2 separate regions of the Anas platyrhynchos genome follow, and region 2 is linked to region 1. The links are chromatin contacts, called in public Hi-C maps. All regions are on one chromosome and are shown on one strand. Each heading gives the region's core, a stretch centred on a gene start, on an enhancer-like site or on the middle of the called end of the contact. The rest is flanking DNA. Distances are from core to core; before and after follow the strand shown. Region 1 overlaps LOC101798015 (cystathionine beta-synthase). Region 2 has its middle 11 kb from the start of WDR4.

What was found. A called contact is a pair of places that touch in the nucleus more often than the background predicts.
Region 2: a Hi-C map of skeletal muscle shows a contact between it and region 1, with 3 times the contacts expected there. The contact joins two enhancer-like sites. A contact is called at or near these places in 3 of 8 Hi-C or Micro-C datasets (liver, skeletal muscle and small yellow follicle).

Annotation. Positions count from the first base shown.
Region 1 is chr1:125,369,415-125,374,777 of IASCAAS_PekinDuck_T2T, forward strand. LOC101798015 (cystathionine beta-synthase) reads left to right here. Exons shown (of 18, transcript XM_027448717.3): 4 at 685-791; 5 at 1,950-2,084; 6 at 2,886-2,965; 7 at 3,934-4,065; 8 at 5,308-5,363. Among named protein-coding and RNA genes, the nearest start is that of U2AF1, 66 kb to the left of the region's middle. Within about 2 kb of position 1,562, at least 2 of the 8 cell types and tissues checked have an H3K27ac peak or open chromatin away from gene starts, as enhancers often do.
Region 2 is chr1:125,450,471-125,455,718 of IASCAAS_PekinDuck_T2T, forward strand. No RefSeq gene overlaps it. Among named protein-coding and RNA genes, the nearest start is that of WDR4, 11 kb to the right of the region's middle. Within about 2 kb of position 3,706, at least 2 of the 8 cell types and tissues checked have an H3K27ac peak or open chromatin away from gene starts, as enhancers often do.

The DNA.
Region 1 (5,363 bases), core at 312-2,811:
GTGAAAGGCAGCATCCAGACTGGTGTTTGGTTTCTGTATTGTGGGCACACGCTGGCAAACACCGAGAGTGTGACAAGTCCTTGGCTGAAAAAGCTGCCAGGTTCACGCATGAAATTCAGGCAGGATTCAGCACAGTATCTTCTCCAGACCAGGTGGTGGCCCTTCCTGCTCTGAAATGCAGCAGTCGATTGATGCTGGTGAGCAGACCTTGCTGAGAGAGACCCCTGCTTGTTAGATAGTTAGAGACTGAAAAGGTTGATGTAGAGATGGATGAAAATATGAACAGCAGAGGTTGTGTTGGGTTGGATGGAGGAAAGAAGAGGCACGTGTTGTGCATGGTCTGCTGGCTTTCTCACCAACTGTGTGAGATCCTGAGGCTTGTTTACTGTTCTCACTTCACTTAATTACACATCTGCCCTCAGGTCTTGTAGAGCAAGGCATTTCAGAACAGCCCTGAAAAATAACTACATTATTTTTTACATAAAGGAATAAATAACTGATGGTAAGTGATGGAAGACCACAACCAGCTCCTTTTGACATTACCTGTCAAAGGAAATCTCTTCTCTTGAAAAAAGGAGTCTCTTGGTGGTCTTGCTGTAACCTTACTCAGGTTTTATCTTGGTTCATGTTGCATAAAAAGTTGCCCTGATTTGGCTTTTTTTTTTTTTTTATCCTTTCATACAGACCAGAAGAAACAAAGATCTTGCCCAACATCCTGAAGAAAATTGGCTGTACCCCAATGGTCCGAGTCAACAAGATCGGGAAGTCCTATGGGCTCAAGTGTGAGCTCTGTGAGTTTCCCCTTTCCACCAGGTTTTTCCGGGCCATGAGGTGAGGTTGAGGGGCAGCATCAGTGGGGGCTTCAGAAGAGGCTCAGTGGAGAGCAAGAGCAGACGGGGAGGGACAGGTGTGTGTCCTGCCGGCTGAGCTGGAGCTGGGCCAGGCACTGCCCCCAGGGATTTCACTTTCTGCTTCCCCCGGGGACGATCCCAAAGCGCAGCTGGAGGCAGAAGAGCAGGGGCTGCAGGCAGCTGGGTGTATCGGTCACCAGCGTGCCAGGTTTTCCAGCAGGGCTCAAGTCCTCTCTCACTGCCTCTGAGGCAGGAGTGACAGCTCACACAAGGGTTTTTAGCCTGCTGTCCTGCAGAATAAGCATGATGCAATTAGTCTGCTTCTGTTATATGGACTTCTCAGTCTCCTTTCCTATATCTTTTAACCCCGTTTAATTTCAGCCATCTGGAAAGAAAGAGAGAGGTCTCAGAGGCATCAAGGTTCATGAGTTTCACATCACGGTGTAGGAAGGAGAGACTTGGCTAGTGCTCGCACCCCATAAAACAGCACAGCAGGCACTTACAGTCTTATTTGGCTGTAGGGAGCCCCGAGGGTAAGCAGCCTCCCCAGGGCACATGTCCTCATGAAGAGATCTGTGCTCTCTGAAGCTGCCTTCCCCTTGGACAGTGTCTGGCTGGGGCAAGCTCTTGGGGGTTATTTGGTGCAGACAGAACTGGGCAAGCCAGGGAACGAGACAGAGCCCCATTTTCTGGGGTGGTGTCTCCCTCCCATGGTGCAGCAAGGGAAGGAGAATTAGGATACTCACAGCAGCTGCGTGTTCCTGAGCTGTGTGTGGGTCAGCACAGAGCCTCGTGCCCAGCAAAGAAACGAAGGCTTGCAGCCCTGAGGAAGCAGTTAAGATTAGATGCAATTACTTTGTCATCTCCGTGCCTTTGAGGCCGTCTGTGTAGCTGAAGTTTTGGCAGTCTGCGTTATAAAATGCAGTGATAATCACTGAGATTCCCCCCCATTGCTCTGGCTGCTCACGGAGCTGGGTGGTTTGTCAGCCTGATGGCGTTGCCTCCCCTACAACTAAGAGACTCGCACCCCAAAAGTGCCCGCGAGGCAGCGTGGTGCCCCCAGCTTGTCCCTGATGGAGCCTGACCTTTGCTTCCCAGTGGCAAAATGCGAGTACTTCAACGCGGGGGGCAGCGTGAAGGACCGCATCAGCCTGAGGATGGTGGAGGACGCGGAGAGAGCGGGGATCATCAAGCCGGGAGACACGCTGATCGAGCCCACCTCGGGGAACACGGGTAGGAAATGTTGGTGTGCCCCATCCAGCCTGGCACCTCCGAGGGCTTGGCACAGAGATCTGAGGAGTCCTTACAGCTGGGAACAGCCCGAGCTGCCTGCACCTCCCCAGGGCAATGTGCTTTCCTTCCCACCTAGCCTGAGGCACTGTGGCTTCGGCTCTGTCCTCACCTCAGCTCGCCTCCCTCCCTCCTGGCAGCCTCTGAGTGCGGAGATGTCTCATGGCTGAAATCCTGAAATTCCTGAGGGCTGGGGCAACCCCACCTGCTTTCTGCATGGGAAGATCTTGAATATTCAGAGGTTCCCACAGAGGGCTTCCCTGATGGGCTGGAAGATAAATCTGTTTTGTTTTGTTTTGTTTTGTTTTGTTTTCCCCCCATTGTCACAGTCATCCTGCTCAGGCACCAGATTGTGGGGAAGGTCGAGGGACAGCAGAGGAATATCCCTGCTTTGTGCAGCCTGCACAGGACCCCTGGTGAAAGCTTTTTTGTGCCCTGGGCACTGCTCCAGAGGTCGTCCACGCTGCTGCCGTTCCTGGGGCAGCACCACTTTCCCTGCAAGTGTTCCCCGTGCCCTCCTGTGGGGACACGCTGCTCCAAATGCCCCGTGTGGCTCCATCCATCCCCCGCAGGGACATCCCAGAGGACTCACGGAGGGTGCCCTCAGGTGTAGCTTGGTGAAAATGCCCACGTGGTGTTCACCAGTGGGAGAGAGGCACGTGGGAAGCAGGAGAGAGCACGCGTGTCGGTGGGCCTTGCCAAAATGCTGTTGTCAAACGCTTCCCTTTCCTCCTCTCAACCCAGGAATCGGGCTGGCACTGGTAGCTGCAGTGAAAGGTTACCGCTGCATCGTCGTCTTGCCGGAGAAGATGAGCATGGAAAAGGTCAGAGCTCTGTAGGGTACTACAAAAAAGCACGCTGAGATGCTCTCCATCATGCTACAATTTCCCTTAACTGAGAGACATTTAAGGTTCTCTGAGATGCGCTCTCAAGCTGGTGGACGTAAGTCCTTTTTGCACAAGAGCTGATGATCAGGTGAAACTGCTGCCCTGGGGATGGCAGAAATCACCACTGTGGGGAGCAAAAGTCTCACAAACTGTTCAGCTGAGCTCATAAAATCACAGAACCATTACGGTTGGAAAAGACCTCCAGCATCACCTGGTCCAACTGTCCCCCAACCACCAGTGAAGCCAGCCCTGGCCCCTGACTTGGCTCAGAACAGAGCCCTTCTCCAAAGCACCGCCCTCATTTCAACCTAAATCTCACTTAAGCTCGCTCTGGATCAGATGCCACGTGCAGCTGCCGCGGGCTTTGCCTCCAGAAGTGGTGGCACTCAGCCCCCCTTCTCCTTTGACACCCTCTCGCCCCAACAGCCACACCTCTCAGTGTATTAATACCCGCAGATTTATGGGAGTTGCTCCTTCCCACAAGGGGACTCAGGGTAAGGAGAGCTTTGAGACCTCCTCCTTGCCCGCTTAGACCACAGCACATACAAAAGCTGCTTCCCCGATACTGCTCCCTGCCCTGCTTCCCTCTGCCCCTTCCCCAGGTGCCATGGAGCAGAGCAGCACAGTGTCACCTACCTCCTCCATGTCCCCAGCCTGTCCCCAAGTAGGACAGGGCACGAGGCCAGGCTGGAACCCGTGTGCCAGCTCCAGCCAGGAGGCGCTGGGTGCCAGAAGGATGTCAGAGGTGGTACATAACCAAGTGCTGGGCATTGCAGCTCCAAATGCTAAATGTCTCCCGCATGCGAAGCTGCTCTGGCATCTGATGCTGCCATGGGTGCGTGGGTTCGGATTACCAGCGCCACACGGGATTGGTTGCCCTACATCTCCTTTCTTCCCTCCAAAAGGTCGATATCCTGAAGGCGCTGGGCGTTGAAATCGTGAGGACCCCCTGCACCCGCTTCGATGCCCCGGAGTCCAACATTCGCGTTGCCTGGAAGCTGAAAAGTGAAATCCCAAACTCGCACATTCTGGACCAGGTAAACGCAGCTGCCCCGCAGACTCCCTTCCCAAACACATCTCGCAGCGTGTGCTCCGAGTCTGCCCGTGTTGGGGGGCTTTGCTCAAACTGGCAGCGGAGGCAGATTTCATCATTGTGGGGTCACCATTTTATGGCACGTGAAACTTAATCGCTGCTCTGTAAGGCACAGGGTAGCAGAAACAAAATCAGGGGCACCTCAAAACCTGTAACGCTTCTGCCTAAGCCAGGAGGTGGGGGAGGCTGGGTTTTCTTGCACACCTGAAAGGCTCCTCATATTGCTTCAGATTTAACTTTGACCTGGAAAATCGCTTTTTAAACCAGCCTAGCAGCCTCCCTCCTGCCTCAGAAATAAGCTCCCTACCCAAAAGGGCAAACCCTGGTGACTCATGGCATCAGTTCCTGCAGCACTGCTCTTGCAGAGGAACATGCTTCTCCCTTTGGCCTCACCCCATTGCAGAAAAGATCCCTACAGTGAGCAGGGAACCCCCACAATGTCTAAAAACCATTCCTTCCTGGTAACAAAAAAGGGAGCTCAATCCCTGAATACGCTTTCCAGAAGCATCCTCCCCAGCCTACAGGTGTGAACGTGGGGCTGCACACCCTTCAGCGCCCTACCTGGGTTCCCACTGCAGCAAATCCCCCTGGAAATGTAGGACAACTGCTCTGGCCCACATTGCCGGGACACTTCACTGGCTGCACTGCCAGCCACCAATGCCACAAATGACAAAGCTGCTCTCAAAATCATAGATATGATATTTGAAAAAAATAATAATTACATTTGAGGGGGGAGGTTTTTTTATTTTCTGAGCTTTTTGGGAGCATTGTGCAGCTGTGTTTTCAGCTTCTTCTAGGCATCAGAGAAGGCTAATAATGCTTCTTTCTAAGCAATAGCTGAAATGTTGAAGGACTGTCTTGCCTCCAGCAGCTAGGCCTTTAAAACCCCTCCAGGTCCCACAAAATGCAGAATATGGGACACCACATGAGCACTGTGTACCAGAGGCTGGATGTCTGTGGGCACGTTCAGCCTTCCAGGCCTTTTGCGCAGCCAAATCCTCAATGTCCTCAGGAAACTGTTCCAAGGTGACAGAGGAGGCATTACCTGTGACCTGGCAGCCCTTGCCAGGGAGAGGAGGGGGGCGGCTGGATGCTTTGGGCAGGGCTTGTCAGGAGCTATTGCTAGTTCGGTATTTGACCTAGGCTTTCCCCAGTAACTCGTGCTGTTCTCTGTTGAAATAAACAGTACCGAAATCCAAGCAACCCCCTGGCTCATTACGACACCACCGCCGAGGAGATCCT
Region 2 (5,248 bases), core at 2,456-4,955, 83 kb after region 1:
CGGCAAAGATCACTTACCCGGCGTGACGTGAGGAGACGCAATGATGCCTTTCGAAGTCAGCCTCCGGCCGGCCGCCTCCTCGCTGCTGCTGGGGCCCGTCCCGTGCCGCGGCAGGGGGAAGAGGAGCAGAGGGGTCAGCAGCACGGCTGCTGGGAGCCAAAGGGCAAGGGGGACGCCCGGAGCGAGCACGGTGCTTGCACTCGGTCGCTTGAAGTGCTGCCAGCTCTCTGAACGCTCGCCCGCGGACACCGGGCAGCCGGAGCCGTGCAGTTGTTACCTGAAGTCTTAACATCCAGGAAAAGCGCTTCCCCCGTTCCTCAAGGCTATGTGGAAAATCTCAAAAAAAAAAACCAAAAACCAAAAACCAACAACCAAAAACCACCCCACAATCGTAAACGTACTACTAACATCAAGGAAAAGAGCTCTCTATTATTTTTTTTTCCTTTAGTTCTCTTTTTTTTTTTTTTTTCTTGTAGTCGCCTCAAATTTGCAGGGAGGGGACGGGGTGTCTTGAGGTTTTCGGACAGGCTGCTTCCCCAGCGTTGTGCCAAAGAAAGCACACTCGGGGAAGAGTCCTAAGGATGCTCAGAGCAGAGGGAGGCTGTGAAGGTGAGCAGCTGAGGGCCCAGCAGGAGGCAACCAGCTGGAGGAAGGGCAGGCTGGTGGGTTTGTCTCTGCCCCACAGCCACCTTCAGGAGCAGGGCAGAGCCGTGGTGTCCCTCCTCTGGACAACAGCTTTGGAAAGCTTCCTCAGGACCCAAGAGAAAAAGCTCCTTCTGCTTGCTCAGCCACCAAGAGAAAAAGAGTTTAAAACCACCGGATCCGTATTGCTAATGGGAGGGCGATATAAAAGATGGAGGCCATTGACTGGTGTCCAGAGACAACAACCTGGTATGAATTCCAGCACCATTCCACTTCCCAGCAGCTGGATTTCTCACCAGGGTGGATTGCTGGTTTTGGATACCTCCCCAATTTTTCCCGTCTGTTAACAGTCTTCCACTATTTGGAAGTTGTATTTGGAACAGTCATAAAGCTTTTTTTTTTTTTTTTTTTTTTTTGTATCTAAACGGCCTTGCCATTGCCTGAAATGCAATTTCAGAATCGCTGGCATTTCTGTGTAGGCTATCTGTAGCATATTTTTGTCAACGTTTTAACAAGCACCGCGTCTCCTGGGAGAACCTGAATTAGCTCAGAGTTTCTAAACAATACGCGTGCTCGACATAGAAGACGCAGGGAAAAAAAACAAAAAAAAACAACACTTTATTTTCTTATGAGTTTTCAGTCCGAGTTGCTCTGTAAATAGACATGAGGAACAAAGAGAAAGCTGGGACCACTAACTCCTCATCTATAAAACGACGCCGAGAACCCAAGAGCTGATGCGACTTGCCAAAGGTTACGCCGGCAGCCAGGGGTCTCGCAAACGAACCCGGAGCCAGCCCCACACCTGAGCCATAAGGGCCATCCTTGCTCCCAGCTGCTACGTTAGCCTTCTGTTTTCTATCGTCTGAATTTCTTTCCTCACAATTATCCCCGTCCTAGTATAACAGAATATAGGCCACTTTTAAGGACACCCCAGGGGAGCTGGGGAAGCGTCAGTACAGTTTAGAAAGGTCTGGTCTGGCACGATTTTAAACTAAATTAAGCATAGGAGATGCTTCTAGGACAAAAGAGCGCATGAAAATGAGACATGAAAGCTCAAAGGGGTGGCTCTTTCAAGTCCTTTTCCAAATCCCCAGGGAAAAGTAAGTGTTGCCCCCTCCTTTGATAGAGGGCAATGGCATTTGCCTAGTACAAGGTGTCTTGGCTTGCATGTTCCCTCTCCGGGGCTGGAAACATGCTGTCATAGATTTTGGAAACCAAGTGTATCCGTCTCCACTCTGCAAACAGCAAAGTGTAATACCATAAGCACCTCATAATGATGGGGGGAGATAAGACAGAAAGAGAAAACACGTCAAAGACCCAACCAACAAAACCAGAAAGCGCGAATAATCCTAATTAGGTCACTTCTAACTAACTGGTTATTAACTGCTTTAGGAACTCTCCAGACTTGACAAAACACTCAGATTTGGAAAGGGGTACTGCCAGCTGAAGTGCATGTCAGACTGGAGAAACCGAGACTGCTGCTAAGAATTTTAGGCACTAATTTTAACTCAGATACCTGGCAGGGGCTCTGGGAGCCTTAGGAAGGAGTTAACACACAGCCCATAGGCTGTATTCTGTGGGGCGACAGATTTACAGAGCTGCGTCCCTCTTACTCTATTTTGCAGTTAACTCTCACGATGGGATGGCTTGGGATTTTTTTTTTTGTTGTTAGCTGTGTCTTGTTGTTTTAATTTGTGATGATGTTGGAACGCTGGAGGTAACCAGAGAGACGATGGGAGCTCCAACCTTGGAGATACTCAAAACTCAGCCAGCCAGGGCCCAGGACAACGTGATCTAATTGCACCTGCTGCAGAGCAGAGGACTGATCATCTCAAGGGGTCACTTCCAACCTCAATTGCCATGATTTTAAGGTTATGATCCTACAGGATAGCACGTGCATGTTTTCTACTACCTTTCTCACAGGACAGGAATAGTCACTGACTGGGCCCACCAGCAAATAAAATCATTCGGTACAGACAAATGGCTGCTCTCACAAGCATCCCCAAAGCCACAAAGACCACAAAATCCCACCAGAGCCCTTTTGTGAGCTGCAGCACTCTGATCAGCAAAAAGCTGAAAAGTCCCACTCTGCTACAGCAGTCTGCTTCAGCAGACTCGGACAGCCTCAAGACTCTCCTTAACTCATGTTCCCATCACCATGAGCAGCTAAAGGAAGAACTATCTTCAGAGCCTTCAAACTTCTCACTGTTTATTCTTCACATGTAAATGTAGACAACGTAATTGTACAAGTAGCTTTGCCAGCAGCATCTCATGTGGTGGGAGAAAAAACTAAAGGCAGGTATTTTATGGCCCCTGAGTTTACAGGCAACCAGAGCAATTGCATTTTTTTGCATTTGCTCAATTGCATTGAGCATGTTTTGTTGAAAGCTGCGGACATGCATTGGAAGATTTGTAGGTGGACCAGCTAAAAGGCTCATCTTCCAAATTTAAAATAATCTTGCAGATGGCCTTGTAGACTGCACTGGTTACCATGACTGGATGCCAGAGGAGGCACAAGGACAGCCAAAAAACCCCTTGACTTTACAATACCTGAAGTGATCAGCTCAAGCTCTGCTTTCATTACTACTTTTGGACCTCGGATTTTGGGTTTTCAACTGCTGTCCAGTTCATAAATGAATTTTGAAGGATCCATGTGCAAGGAAATAATTGAAAGCAATTTTATTAGCAGGAAAGTTGTTTGCTATGCTAGAAGAGATTCAGAGGATTTGAGGTTAAAAAAATCACTCCCTTGAACAAGGCAAGTAGGAGTTTCATGTTTTTAATGAGAAGTTAGTGAATTCCCTTTCTGGATATTCGTGTACTCCCACAGTAACACACCATCTACACTGAAAACCCCACTTGTGAAGTTACGCTGATTCTATAAAGCTGCTTTTCACAAAGCCTGTGCCGTGACTCGGGTTCTTTCTTTCGCATGTGAGGGTTTCCAGGAATTATGTGAATATCCTGGATTACACATTCTTTAAAACACGGTTCCTGACTGCATCTGACAAGTGCCGAGCACAGCAAGACAAAGCCACTCATTCTCATAACATCGCAGCATAAGAGCATATTGTATCACATCCTGCCTGGAATTTAAATGTTAGCTCATGACTCAGACACGATGCCAGCTGATAGGAGTCAAGCACCAAAAAACGAAGCTTTTTTCCTTGAAGTCCAGGGAAACACAACGGTGGGGAAAAGCCTGTGCTGTGCCCTTCCTTATATTATCCCCCCGTGCCAGGGCAGTCGGGCTGTTCACTGAAGAAAACGCATGCGAGACACGCACCGCGTGTACCAGAAAGGTTATGAAGTTCCTTGACCTTACATTCCAGCTCGATTTTAGAGGTGTGGCTACGACCACCACCAGACACTCAGATAGGGTTGCACTGATACAAAAGGCATTCATCTTTTTTTTTTTTTTTTTCTAATTTTTTTTCCTATAGCTATGAAAAAGGGCTAGCAAAAGGCCTCATCTTGATACGGGTTCAAGTACTGCTACAAATCCAGCTCAGGAAAGCGTAGGAAACGGGTGAAAACAAGAGACTTCAGTTTCAACCCACTCCTTAGCTGGTTAACTCCGTGTTTATAACACCAGCCCTCCTCAGAAATAAAAAGCAGGCGAGGCGACTGGGAGCAGCGAGCGATCACAGCTACCGCGAGCAGACTCCGCCAACACATCAGCATATTAGCGGGCAGCCTCTGATTTTTGCTTCCACTGTTTGAATTCCCTCTGACAGCTCGCAGCCTCCTCCTGTCATCACAAAACAAGCGAGCAGGAATACATTTCGGCACCGGCACAGAGCGAAACGCCAGGGCTCGCCTTGCTGCACGACAGCACAGCAGCCTGAGCGCGGCCCTCCGCTGGGCCCTTCATGAGGGAAGTGTCAGGGAGCTCGTTTCGAAGAGCCATTTCCTCATTCTTTCATCTTTTTAACGCTGACGGCAGATTTCTTGCCCTTTTACAAGTGCAGCGTACGCGCTGCCACTCGTGGCTCCGAGTGACTCTCTGCTCTTTATTCCTCAGCACGCGGATTTATGCTTTTGCTGATTTTAAATTTCATAGCTGGAGTCAGTAATATGCTTTTTAGTTTTTACGGGACAATAAAACCGCTCGCCAGAGGTTTCTGACTCGAAACTCGGAGCAGCGGATTGATGTAGGCCTCTTGATCCTTCTGACCATATTTTTGCCAAGTCTGAGCATAAAATAGCTGTTCTAGTAATTGCACCCAGGGATTCATGCCCACTAGCCAGATAGGCTGCTAACGCTGACTCCACGTTCCCTTTGATCTCGCATATTCTGCTGCTTGAAAGAATACAGACAGGTGATGGAAAACGCTGGAGCTGTTGCAAGTACAACTGCTCGAAGACCAATTAACACCAAAAAAAACACAAAATGAACAAAAAGCCAAAATGGAACCAAACCCACAACAGCTGGTGGTCATCAAGGCAGCTTTCCCAGAGGGCAGAAGACTGTTACTAATAGGATGGAAATACAAAATTTACTGAGACCAACTGCAACTGCTGATAACGTATATTGAGAAGTGCCTCATGCCTCACATTTTCTGCAGAGCAAGAGTGAAGCTGGGCAGCCATGTTAATTATGGAA